Linked DNA regions of Aedes aegypti: region 2 is linked to region 1. The links are chromatin contacts, called in public Hi-C maps. All regions are on one chromosome and are shown on one strand. The core of a region is the stretch at or near the end of the contact, and the rest is flanking DNA. Distances in the headings are between cores, read along the strand shown.

What was found. A called contact is a pair of places that touch in the nucleus more often than the background predicts.
Region 2: a Hi-C map of whole pupa shows a contact between it and region 1, with 7 times the contacts expected there. The contact joins two enhancer-like sites. A contact is called at or near these places in 2 of 2 Hi-C or Micro-C datasets (whole body and whole pupa).

What each region holds. Positions count from the first base shown.
Region 1 is chr3:192,741,066-192,746,654 of AaegL5.0, forward strand. LOC5575043 (basement membrane-specific heparan sulfate proteoglycan core protein) reads right to left here. Exons shown (of 57, transcript XM_021849439.1): 3 at 3,073-3,736; 4 at 2,845-3,007; 5 at 2,461-2,615. Among protein-coding and RNA genes, the nearest start is that of LOC5575043, 130 kb to the right of the region's middle. Within about 2 kb of position 2,821, at least 3 of the 3 cell types and tissues checked have open chromatin away from gene starts, as enhancers often do.
Region 2 is chr3:192,917,294-192,922,588 of AaegL5.0, forward strand. No RefSeq gene overlaps it. Among protein-coding and RNA genes, the nearest start is that of LOC5575043, 45 kb to the left of the region's middle. Within about 2 kb of position 3,343, at least 3 of the 3 cell types and tissues checked have open chromatin away from gene starts, as enhancers often do.

The DNA.
Region 1 (5,589 bases), core at 1,571-4,070:
TAATAATTTGTTGCTCGCAGGTGGGGCAAAAGTTCACTGAAAAAAAAACACAAAATATTGATACCTTCATGACAGGCATACTATAAACCATTACTCACTAAATTTTCATCAAAAAATTGCCTAAACTGAGTTTATTATAATACTAGTCTGCCCATACTCGCATAACAGTCCCATTTATATAGGAAAACCCATAGAAAATGGGACTGTTATGCGAGTATGGGCAGTAGTGGTCCCGGCAAACTTCGTCTTGCTATCAAGTAGGCTGTTGAAAAACGCCATGAAACGTCCCATACAAATTAATAGTTCCGTTCACTTTCGTTATTTCGACTTTCTCGGCAAATTTTCTGAACTTTTCATACACACAAACACGTCGCAACACTTCACGAACACTTTAGTGAAAGAATTGTCAAAATCTGGTGGCTCGTTCGCAAGCCATTTCGTGACATACAAACACCACTCTATTTTTATTTATATAGATACCCAAAAATAGCCGTTTTTCGCAAAACTAAGTGAAAATGTAAAATTTTGATGACATTTTTCACACGATCAGGTCAATTTCACTAAATATGAAGATAAAATGTGGATTTTGAGCAATTTGCCAATTTTTTAAGTAAGTTCATATATGGGTTGAATTTTTGCCTCACTGATTCGAACTATTACCCCACTATGAACCAGAAATGGTTTCTAAACATTTTGGGATTTTTTTTTTATTATCGGACAATTTGGGCCGGAGGTTCTCCGATTTGCATGAAATTTTCACCAGAGGTAGAGCTCGTGGATACATAACCAAAAGTGAAATTCAAAAAAAATGTAGTGGCCTATTTTCCCGGAAAACTCTAGATGAATTTTCACGATTTCTCTATATACCTCAAACTTTGAAAATTCATATCTCCTGAACTATGCATCGTAGAACAAAAGTTTTTTAGTCAAATCGAAAAGAAATTTTCTCAGTGATCTATTAAAAATATAAAAACAAAAACATTTCTCTGAAAATTTTTCACCATGGAGAAAATTGTCGGAAAAATAGCGAAAAAAGTATCGTCTGTATGATGAAAAAATTTCAAAAAAATATATTTTGTTTCATCAATCCATACTATAACTTTCGTCCATAGACGCCAAAGTGGTATCTTTTACCGTTTAGGCGACAGAACTGAAAAACCAATGACCACCCGCACGCTTCCCATAGAAAAATGTGTTCTATTGTGGGCCTCATAACCGTGCGCTAGCGGCGGCGGTAATTTACACGCATTGTAAGTGTAACGCAGAAAACCATCCTTTCCTTTCCAGTCAGAAGAAGCTTTTCGTCAATCGGAGCACTCTTCTTTGGTCTGTTGGGTGTTTTGTGTGCCTTTCATCTGCAACGTTATTTAGTATTAAGCTAACAGCCTCTATGAAAGCCGCACGGGAAGTTCTTGTTACAGTCAATCATTATGGTAACGTTTGAAGGATCAAATCTCAAGATCCACTTTCTTCGAAAACTTATGAATATATTGTTAATATGTTGTTTCGGCCAGGACGTCTTTCCTACGTTGTGTCTTTTACGATAAAACGGACGGCAAATCAAGCGAACGGCTTCACTTTAACAAATTTATTACCACTGAGAGGCAGCATGCCTACTCGGTGGAGAAACGTAAGAAACTACATTCTTACAAATTCAATGTGTGCGCCTTATATAGGCGCACGATACGGCCAGACAAAACATACAATAATTATTCATTACGTGCGTACGCTTCTTAAGGTGAAGATGAATCGAAGCCAAACCACAAATTTTCAAGAGCACAAATCTAGTTAACCGAACACCCGTTTGAGCTGAAAATTTAATCGATTGGTCACCACCACACACCACCACACAATTAGACTATTCGAATAATTAATTAAACGCACTAAACCGTTAGAAAGACGTCAGAACTAATTGAACGTTGTAAATTTTCATGGAACGCTTTGTAAAATGTTAATAAAAATCATCTTTCAGATAGGGAATTTTTGTACGGCACATTTTGAAACATTTCGAGTGAAATCTTTCCCATATAAAGTAGAATGTCCGCGATTCGAATCAAAACGGTACCCCACGGCATGTCAGTGATAAATAATACCTCTGTTCTCAATGCTTTTATTTTCATTGGGTTTATAAGTAATTCTTGATTTTATCGTCTATAATTTTTTTCTGTGTATTTTTTGTTACAAAAATATATTCAGGGATTCTTTAAAAAACTGAGTAAATTTCCCAGATTCCCCAGAGAATTCTCCTAGAATACCACCGATAATCCCACCACAATTCCATAGAAAATCCCTCAAGGATAGTTGGTCGATGTTCAGACAGACTGGGCCAAGTGATTTTTTAATGGTATCAGAAAAACGTACCCCATTTTTATACGCATACGCGTACACGCAAGTTCAATCTGCAAGTTGTTCCTGAAAAGATATGCACCAAATACCAAGCTAAACTTTTTAACGAATTACCTTCCGCGGTGAGACTGTATCCCTTCATGTCGAAGTTCTCGTAACCGTGCTCGATGGCCAAACGCAGGTGATTATCAATGGAGTTCCTCGACAGGCTCTTGTCCACGTTGATTTCAAACGTGACGAAAGTTTCGCGCGTATCGTCTGAGTTTCGCCTGTAAACAGAGAGTGAGTGGTGAGCGTGGAGAAACATGGTTTGTGTTTTATCTCTGCAGAGCGTAACGCGACGCGCAGAGACAGAGAGCGGAGCATTCCGGGAGAAAGAGTTCAATTGAATGCAAGATTGTATGCAATTACACGCTAAGAAATGCTTGGCTTTGGCTTTGAGATACACTCGTGGGAGCCTTCTCAGGAGAGAACAAATAAGGAGATACAACAACTTACTCTAGTTCTTGCACCGTGATGATAAAGTCCGCACTCAAGTCCAAGTCGCTCAGCAGAGCATGTAATTTTTCCGCCACAGTCTTAGCGACCTGTTTGAATTGGTTGCTCTCCTTGTTTTCGAACTCTGGATCGTAGGGCTCGAATACCGTCAATGTCAGCTTATCTGAAAACAGAAACAAACATCAATCATCGTGTATCGATTCTATCCATCGAACGTCGGAAACTCACAAGCATTCTCGAACCCACGATCCGGCAATCCACCCGAGCCAGACATTCTGTCCTCATCGTCGTACGCAGATTCGTCGAACTGTCGCTTCAGTCGAAGCGCGTCGGCGTTTTGCTTTCGTTTGTTCTTTTCGGTGCGTGTCGATTTTTTCAAATTTTCACCTTTCCGTTTCTCACTCAATTGGCTCTTCTTGGCGCTCTTCTTGCCAGCGTTTAAATCTCCTTCGATTCTTGCCTTTTTACTACCGTTAAGTGGTTTCTTCGGATTCTTTTTCTTCTTTTTGTTGTTGTTTTTGGCGGGTTTCACGGTCTTGTCAGGCCCACTTAATAGATTATCTATGCTACGCTTAATTCTGTGAACACTTCGCACCAGCCAATTCGGACTTTCAGCTTCTGGTTCTGCGGCCTCTGCCAGGGCGTCAGCTTCTCCGAAGTCGTCTTCGTCGTCGTTTTCGTCCTCGTCCGCGTCGTCGTCGGCCAACGCAACATTGTTGTTATCGAAGCCACTCAAATCGAAGAGGCTTTCCTCCTCGACGTTGTGGCGGTCGGCACTTCGTTTACTCACCGACGAGGACTGCGATTGAGGCCGCTGTTCACCACCGATGACGACCTTGCTCGCAATTGGCGACGAGATATCGTCGAACACCAAATCCACATCGTGGGGGTGCTGTTGGGAGAGAGAAAAAAGAAAACGAATTATAGAACATGTTCAAATAAATCCGTAAAAAGTTCATTTTCAAAGCTTTTTCTTCAATTTCCAAGTATTGAATTTTAGTTAAAATTGATTATCATTGATACCTCGATGGTCCTAATAGATGTGCAAAGCTTCGATTTCTTGTTCTTTATCTAGATTAACATGTATCTCGCAATTTGAAGTTCTTTTCAATATCGGCACTTTAATGACCAACAGTAATTGAAAATTTTGAAGAGGGTTTCTGGAAGTTTTGATATTTAGAAAATCCATTTTGTTCCTATCTAAATGACACTTAAAATTAAATGATCAATTTTTTACTGATAATTTTTCAATGATAGCTTGATCTAATTCAAGGTACACTCGCGGTGCTGAAAACCATATGGTTACTAGATAGAAGAATGTGCAAATGCACGTGATTTAGGTTACCATATTGGGTCAAAACGTGGTTAATCCTGCAACGCCCGAAAGTGAACTGTTATACTGCCATTATACGCATAATTGTCTCATGTACAATCGAAAAAACGAGTTTAATCAGAGACGCTGGGTAGGACAAACGTTGGCAAGTATTTGTGATGCACGCTATGTCTAAACCAGCAGATTATGAAGATCGAATGCACCTCGGATTTTTCCCGCTAGATATCAGTATTTGGTCTATTATTTTATAATCGGAAGGTTTCAAAATATTCTATCGATTTTTCCTATCGGTTTCTAAATTTTTCCCATACAATTTATATGGGCTGACATGTGTAAGAAAACGTGATTTTCATTGGCTGTATATGGAAAAGTAGCTAAAAAGTGAAAAAAATCAAAATTTCACCGATGGAATATTTTAAAATCTGCTGATCATGAATATATAACCCAATTACTGAACTCTAGCGGAAACAAAAATCGGGGTACAATCGATTTTCATAATCTGTTGGTTTAGATATAGCGTGTGATGCTAAGGAAATTTCCAATCTTATGGAAGGCTAGAAATTGAAAGTGACTATATTTGAAGGGCCAAACGCAAAAGGGTGCAAGTGACCGGTTTTCAAATGAGATTATCAATATATTCCACTGTTTGTCCTTTTCATAACAATATTTTCAGGTGACTTTTTTCGCTCAACAGAAAACATAGCAAAATTTTTAGAATACAGGCTTGTTTTTTCTTGACTTGCCTACAATTTGTATAGAAAGAAAAATGCTGAAATGCAACGTAGATTTCTTTAAATATAGGTTTTTGTCACTGGGGTGTGCTTCTAACCTCTTCATTCTCATGCCAGTCGTTACAAAACTAAGAAAGCTTTTCGTCTTTAGGATCATTCATTGGATCAAATTTTATGACATGTCTTTTATATTTATGTCCTGTTTAAATTAGTTTCATTAAAAAAAAAAAATAATAAAAATAGACCAACCTGCGTGCCTTTACAACCAGCGAGGTTGTTCTAATTTCCTTGTCGATTTCTATATAATAAATGGATGAACAGAAATAATTCTGTGATTTTTTTTGCACTAAAGTAACCAGGTTAATCACAAAAGTTTTCAGGAGAAACTGAACAGTCTTAAACAATATTTCATCATGCAGAGACTCCTGGAATTTCTTAAACAACTCTACAAAAAAAACTTTCATAGAATCTTTATAATCTGCTCTGACTATTTTTATGAATGATGCCACAAAACATCAGTAGGAACTGGATCAAATCTATTTTTTTTTCTATCTTTATTAACGAGATTTTTAGCCCTGGGCTAGTTCATCTCGGGACCAACGGCTTTACTTCCCTTCTGAAGGAAGTCGTCACTGAAATTCTAAGTGACTATCTCGGGGATGGGATTCGATCCCAGGTCCT
Region 2 (5,295 bases), core at 2,093-4,592, 180 kb after region 1:
GCATAATAGGTTTATGAAAAATACAAATCAATAATATAATTAATTATTTCAAATATAATATATAAAATAAAAACTTATTATGAAATTAGATTAAGGTGAAGATGCATCGAAGCTAAACCTCAAATTTTCAAGAACATAAATCTAGGAAACAAAACATTCGTTCAAGCTGAAAACTTAATTGATTGGTCACCACCAGCGTGTGACCAATCGATTAGGTTTTCAGCTCGAACCGCCGCGCTGTCTGGTTCTCTAGATTTGTGCTCTTGAAAATTTGAGGTTTGGCTTCTATGCATCTTCACCTTAATCTAATTTCATAATAAGTTTTTATTTTATATATTATATTTGAAATAATTAATTATATTATTGATTTGTATTTTTCACTTTGTGTAAATAAACATTATTTTTGACCATCATTGACATAAATTTTCTCATTGTGCGCTTATAATAGCCGAACTTAGCTTGGACCAGCACTAAACAGCAGCTGCATAATATGCTTGTTCAGTCGTTGATTAGCCTACCATGTGTAGATTAGACGATGTCGAATAGAAGCTCTAACATGATCAATATTCAGCTATGATAGGTTTATATTTTGCACTGGACGTTTAAATCATCAATTCTAGGATGGCGCAGATGGCAAGGTATACCGCTGACGATTGGAAGGTCTCGAGTTCGAATCCTGTATCCAGGCGATTTTTAAATATGGTTGTTATATCATGATATTTGAGTACACTACATTTGAAGCGCCTTAAACAATATTTTGTTGTTTTTTATTTGTTTTTTAAATATTTTTGGAACAGTCGTATAAAAGCTGAACTAAATGCTTGTAAAACGTTTTAAAAGCTGAAAAATAAAGTTGGAATTCAACGACATGCTTTAAAGTTTCTCCAAATTTGTGTGAACAACGGCTGAAAGGTTGGCCATGAAAATTATTAAAATGTTATTAAACATAATGCTGAATAAAACTGTCATAATGGTGTTTGTTAAATGAGTTAATCTTAGTTGGGTACGCCACAGAACCGTGCAAAATGTTTCAGAAAACCAACCACCGATACCAGTCGGACTAAGTGCACACATTAGAACCAACTGCACGGTTCTGTTCCGGATTGTACCACTACAACTCTACTGCGGTTGGAAAAACCGCTACGGTGCTCGCATTTTTCGACGAATTGTTGGAGAAAAAGCTTGCCGATCGTCTGAGAGCTTTCGGAATACAAGAGCGTCTCACCAGCAGGCGGACGAGAAACGTATCGTAAGTGGAGGAAACCCACAGAACAAGCTTGTGGATATCGAGCACAAACGCCGGTGCTAACGACAAGATGCTCTTGCACACGGTTCATACGGTTGGTAAATTGATGCTACCGCGTCAGAAGCTGGACAGCGATGAACTCGCCGCTGCCTACGAGCAGATGCGATGCTGCTGAAAAGCCACTACGCGTTGGAAGAGGCCATCCATCCACCGCGGAAAAGCTGAATTCGTCAAAAATCGGTACGCTGAGAAGTTTGCCTCACAATACCCAGAAGCATCTTCGGCGATCACTCACCGACACTACGTAGAAAACTACCTTGATAGCGTTGATACGGAGGAAGTAGCTATCAAGCGAGCTCAGGAGGTAATATTGGTCCACCAAAATCGAGGATTCGAGATCCGGAACTGGATGTCGAATTCACCAGAAGTCTTGAGGAGTCTGGGAGAAGAAAGACCGGCAGCGCCGGTGCATTTCAGCCGTGACAAGCAAATGTCGAATAAGAGAGTCTTGGGAGTCATCTGGAATCCGAACATGGTCCATTTTACCTTTTCAACGATACACAGCCAGGAGTTATTGCCGTACCTCTACAAAGGCAAAAGGCCGACGAAAAGACTTGTCGCAAGCTGCGCGATGGGATTTTTCGATCCACTTGGACTACTGTCACCGTTTAGCATCCACGGCAAAATCATCAAACGGTATCAATGACGATCCTACTGCGATTGGGACCAAGAAATCGATCGCGACTCCTGGCAGCTGTGGAAGCGGTGGACAGTCCTATTACCGGTGGTCGAAGCTATCCGGATTCCCCTCTATTAGGGGTCATGCACAAATTACATCACGCTCGAAGGGGGGGAGGAGGTCAAGCCAAATGTGACAAGCCTTACAAAATTTTCGAAGGACTCATACAAAAAACGTGACAAAGGGGGGGGGGTGGTTTAAAAAGTCGAAATTTAGCGTGACATAATTTGTGTACCATCCCTTACATCGGTGGCGCTAAATATGAAATTGATTCGCTAGAAGTCCACATATTTACCGATGCCAGCAAACATGGGTACGGATGTGTGGCATATTTGCGAGCGCTTACCAAAGGAGCGCGTGGTCCACTGCAGTTTGATGATGTCTCGGGCGAAGGTGGCGCCAATAAAACGACAGTTGATTACCCGACTGGAACTTTTTTCTCTTATAAGCAGGAATTCAATTCACCTGTAAAAATTCTGAAACGCTACGGCAAAAAATGTAGGTAAAATGTTTTTAGCAACATGTTAATAATTGTTTAATTCTTCTTGGAATTACGTCCTCACTGGGAAAAAGCCTGCTTCCCAACTTAGTGTTCAATCAGCACTTTCAAAGTTATTAACTGAGATCATTCTTTGCCAAAGTTGCCATTTTCATATTCGTTTATCGTGTGGCAGATACAATGATACTCTATGCCCAGGAAAGTCAAGGAAATTTCCATTACGAAAAGCTCCTGGACTGACAGGGAATCGAACCCAGACACCTTCAGCATGGCTTTGCTTTGTAGCCGCGGACTCTAACCACTTTTTAAGGTGAAACATCTCGGAATCCAAAGATGGCCGTCACAATGGCCGACTTGTGACCCTACTCGCGTTTTCAAAGGCACAAAACTGGAGAAATAGTAGGCAAACGTTCCTGATCTTCTTATTTTAAGCTTTCTGCTAGTGCACAAAGCCAAAATAAAAAGTGCACTGTTGTTGGAGGCTTCCTTCGCGAGATTTGTGCCTTTGAAGTTTTAGTGCAATATCAGAAGTTGATTCCAAGCTGTTTCACCTTAAATGATACTAATAAAGAATAATATTCACATCTCTAATCATGAATAAGTTACAGGATCATAATCAAATCATTTGACACATTTCTCTATAAACTTATTTACCCCACTGCTACCCAGGTGTGATGATTTGTACGCAAGAGTAGGTGTACCATAAACGACAATCACGATAAATAACATTGAATTTTATCAACACCGGTATTATTTGTTCATGCGCATTACGTATCAAAACCACGTGCTGCATGGAAACGCACGGTATATGGTGAGTGTTTCCATGTTCTCCGGAGCATGAGTGCCATTCTCTGATCAGCAGAGAGCCAACATGTCACGGAATTATTTGAGCGGGAGCAAAACTAATTCCATGCAACTCAGCCATGATATGAACCGATTTCTTTCATACAACTGCAGTTATACACGCTCAATTTGTATGTAGTAAATAGGTTAAAACTGATGGTGTCGACAGTTCATGAAAATACTTTGTCCATCGTAAATTAATTTGAATAATCTAACAAAAAAAAGCGTGATGTCGATATACATTCGTCATATGGGTACAATTCAACAAAGAATAAGTGAGCCGAAGACACCGAGAATATTTGAACACTCAGCTACAATCATACTTGATAAAGGTGTGCACTCTATTGTTACAGTCCGTTTTGAGATAAAACCAACGATTTAGGGCAAGTGTGTCTCAATAGGCAATAGGAGATCCCCTAGTACCTGACATCGAATCCGATAAATTCATAATTTTGAAAATTATTGCTTTCATGAGTCTTGTAATTCAACTCAAATCATTTATGATAACAATTATTATTTTTGTAACGTACACAAATCAATTTGAAATTATGGGAACAGCAATATTATTTCAAATGTAAATCATTCGCAACATTAACATGAGTTTTATTGTATTGCTGCTACGAAGATACTCTATGCCCTGGGAAGCCGAGAAAATTTCCTTAACGAAAGGACCCTAGACCGGACGAATTCGGACACACGACCCTAAGCTTGGTTTTGCTGAAAAGCTACTCGTTTACCACTATGGCTATCTGGGCCGCTATTTCTCTCTTTTTTCTGTAGACATTATTGATGATCATGAAAGTTGAAAATGTTCCAAAGTTGAACCAAATAAGTGCTCTCAAAATTTTATTGTTTTGATCGTTCAATGAACAGTTTTGAATAGTGCATCATGAAGATATATTTTATGTTTAAGCACCTGTACACCCAACCCTCCTCAGAGCCATGCAACTTTGACCATGCGTGTCTCTGTCATTCTTGAAGCAATTTTCAATTTATTTTTTCAACAATGGAGCCGGACACTATTTAAGATTGACGTTCATTTTTGGGTTTTTGGAAATAGATGCTGGTACCCAAAGTTATTTAAAAAAAGTTATTAAAGGCACTTCTTGTTTTTTTTTTGGAAAACGCATTTTTTTTACAAATTCTACAATATTCAAAGCGACAACATGGTTGTTGTTTCGGCATGAATTTACTTATAGAAGTCAAGTACACATTTTTGAGCATAAACTGAAATTTTTGTTTACACACATATTTTTTACCTAAAATATTACGAAAAACCTTATTTTTGTACCCATTTGCCTGTTAATCAAAATTCAGTGCGATAGTTCAATGCATATAGAAATTTATTGTCAAAATCAAGTGAACATATTCTTCTCCTTCTTCTTCTTAGCATTAAGTCCTCACTTGGACCAAACCTGCTTCTCATCTTAGTGTTCTTATGAGCACTTCCACAGTTAATAGCTGAGAGCTTTCTTTGCCAAAGTGGCCATTTTTGCACACGTATATCGTTGGCAGGTACGATGATACTCTATGCCCAGGGGAGTCAAGGAAATTTCCATGACGAAAAGATCCTGGACCGACCGGGAATAAAACCCAGACACTTTCAGCATGGTTTTGTTTTGTGGCTGCGGACTCTAACCACTCGGCTAAGGAAGGCCCCTTATCAAGTGAACATGTTTGAGTTAAAAAAATAATTTCTCATAAACTTAATTTACCCAACAACACAAAAAATGTTTTTCTTTGTTTTTATTTTGTCTTGTTCTCAGAGCTAGATCGTTTGTAAATCAACATTGAAGGATATGACATGCCGAGTTTTTCCAGCATGAATTTACTTTTAAGCAGAAATAGAAATTTTTGATAAGGCACAAAAATTCTATTTCTTAAAATACAACGAAAACCTATTTTCTGGATCCGTTTGCTGGTAAATTGCAATTCAAATCAAGGACATGCTGTTTATTTCAACATAAA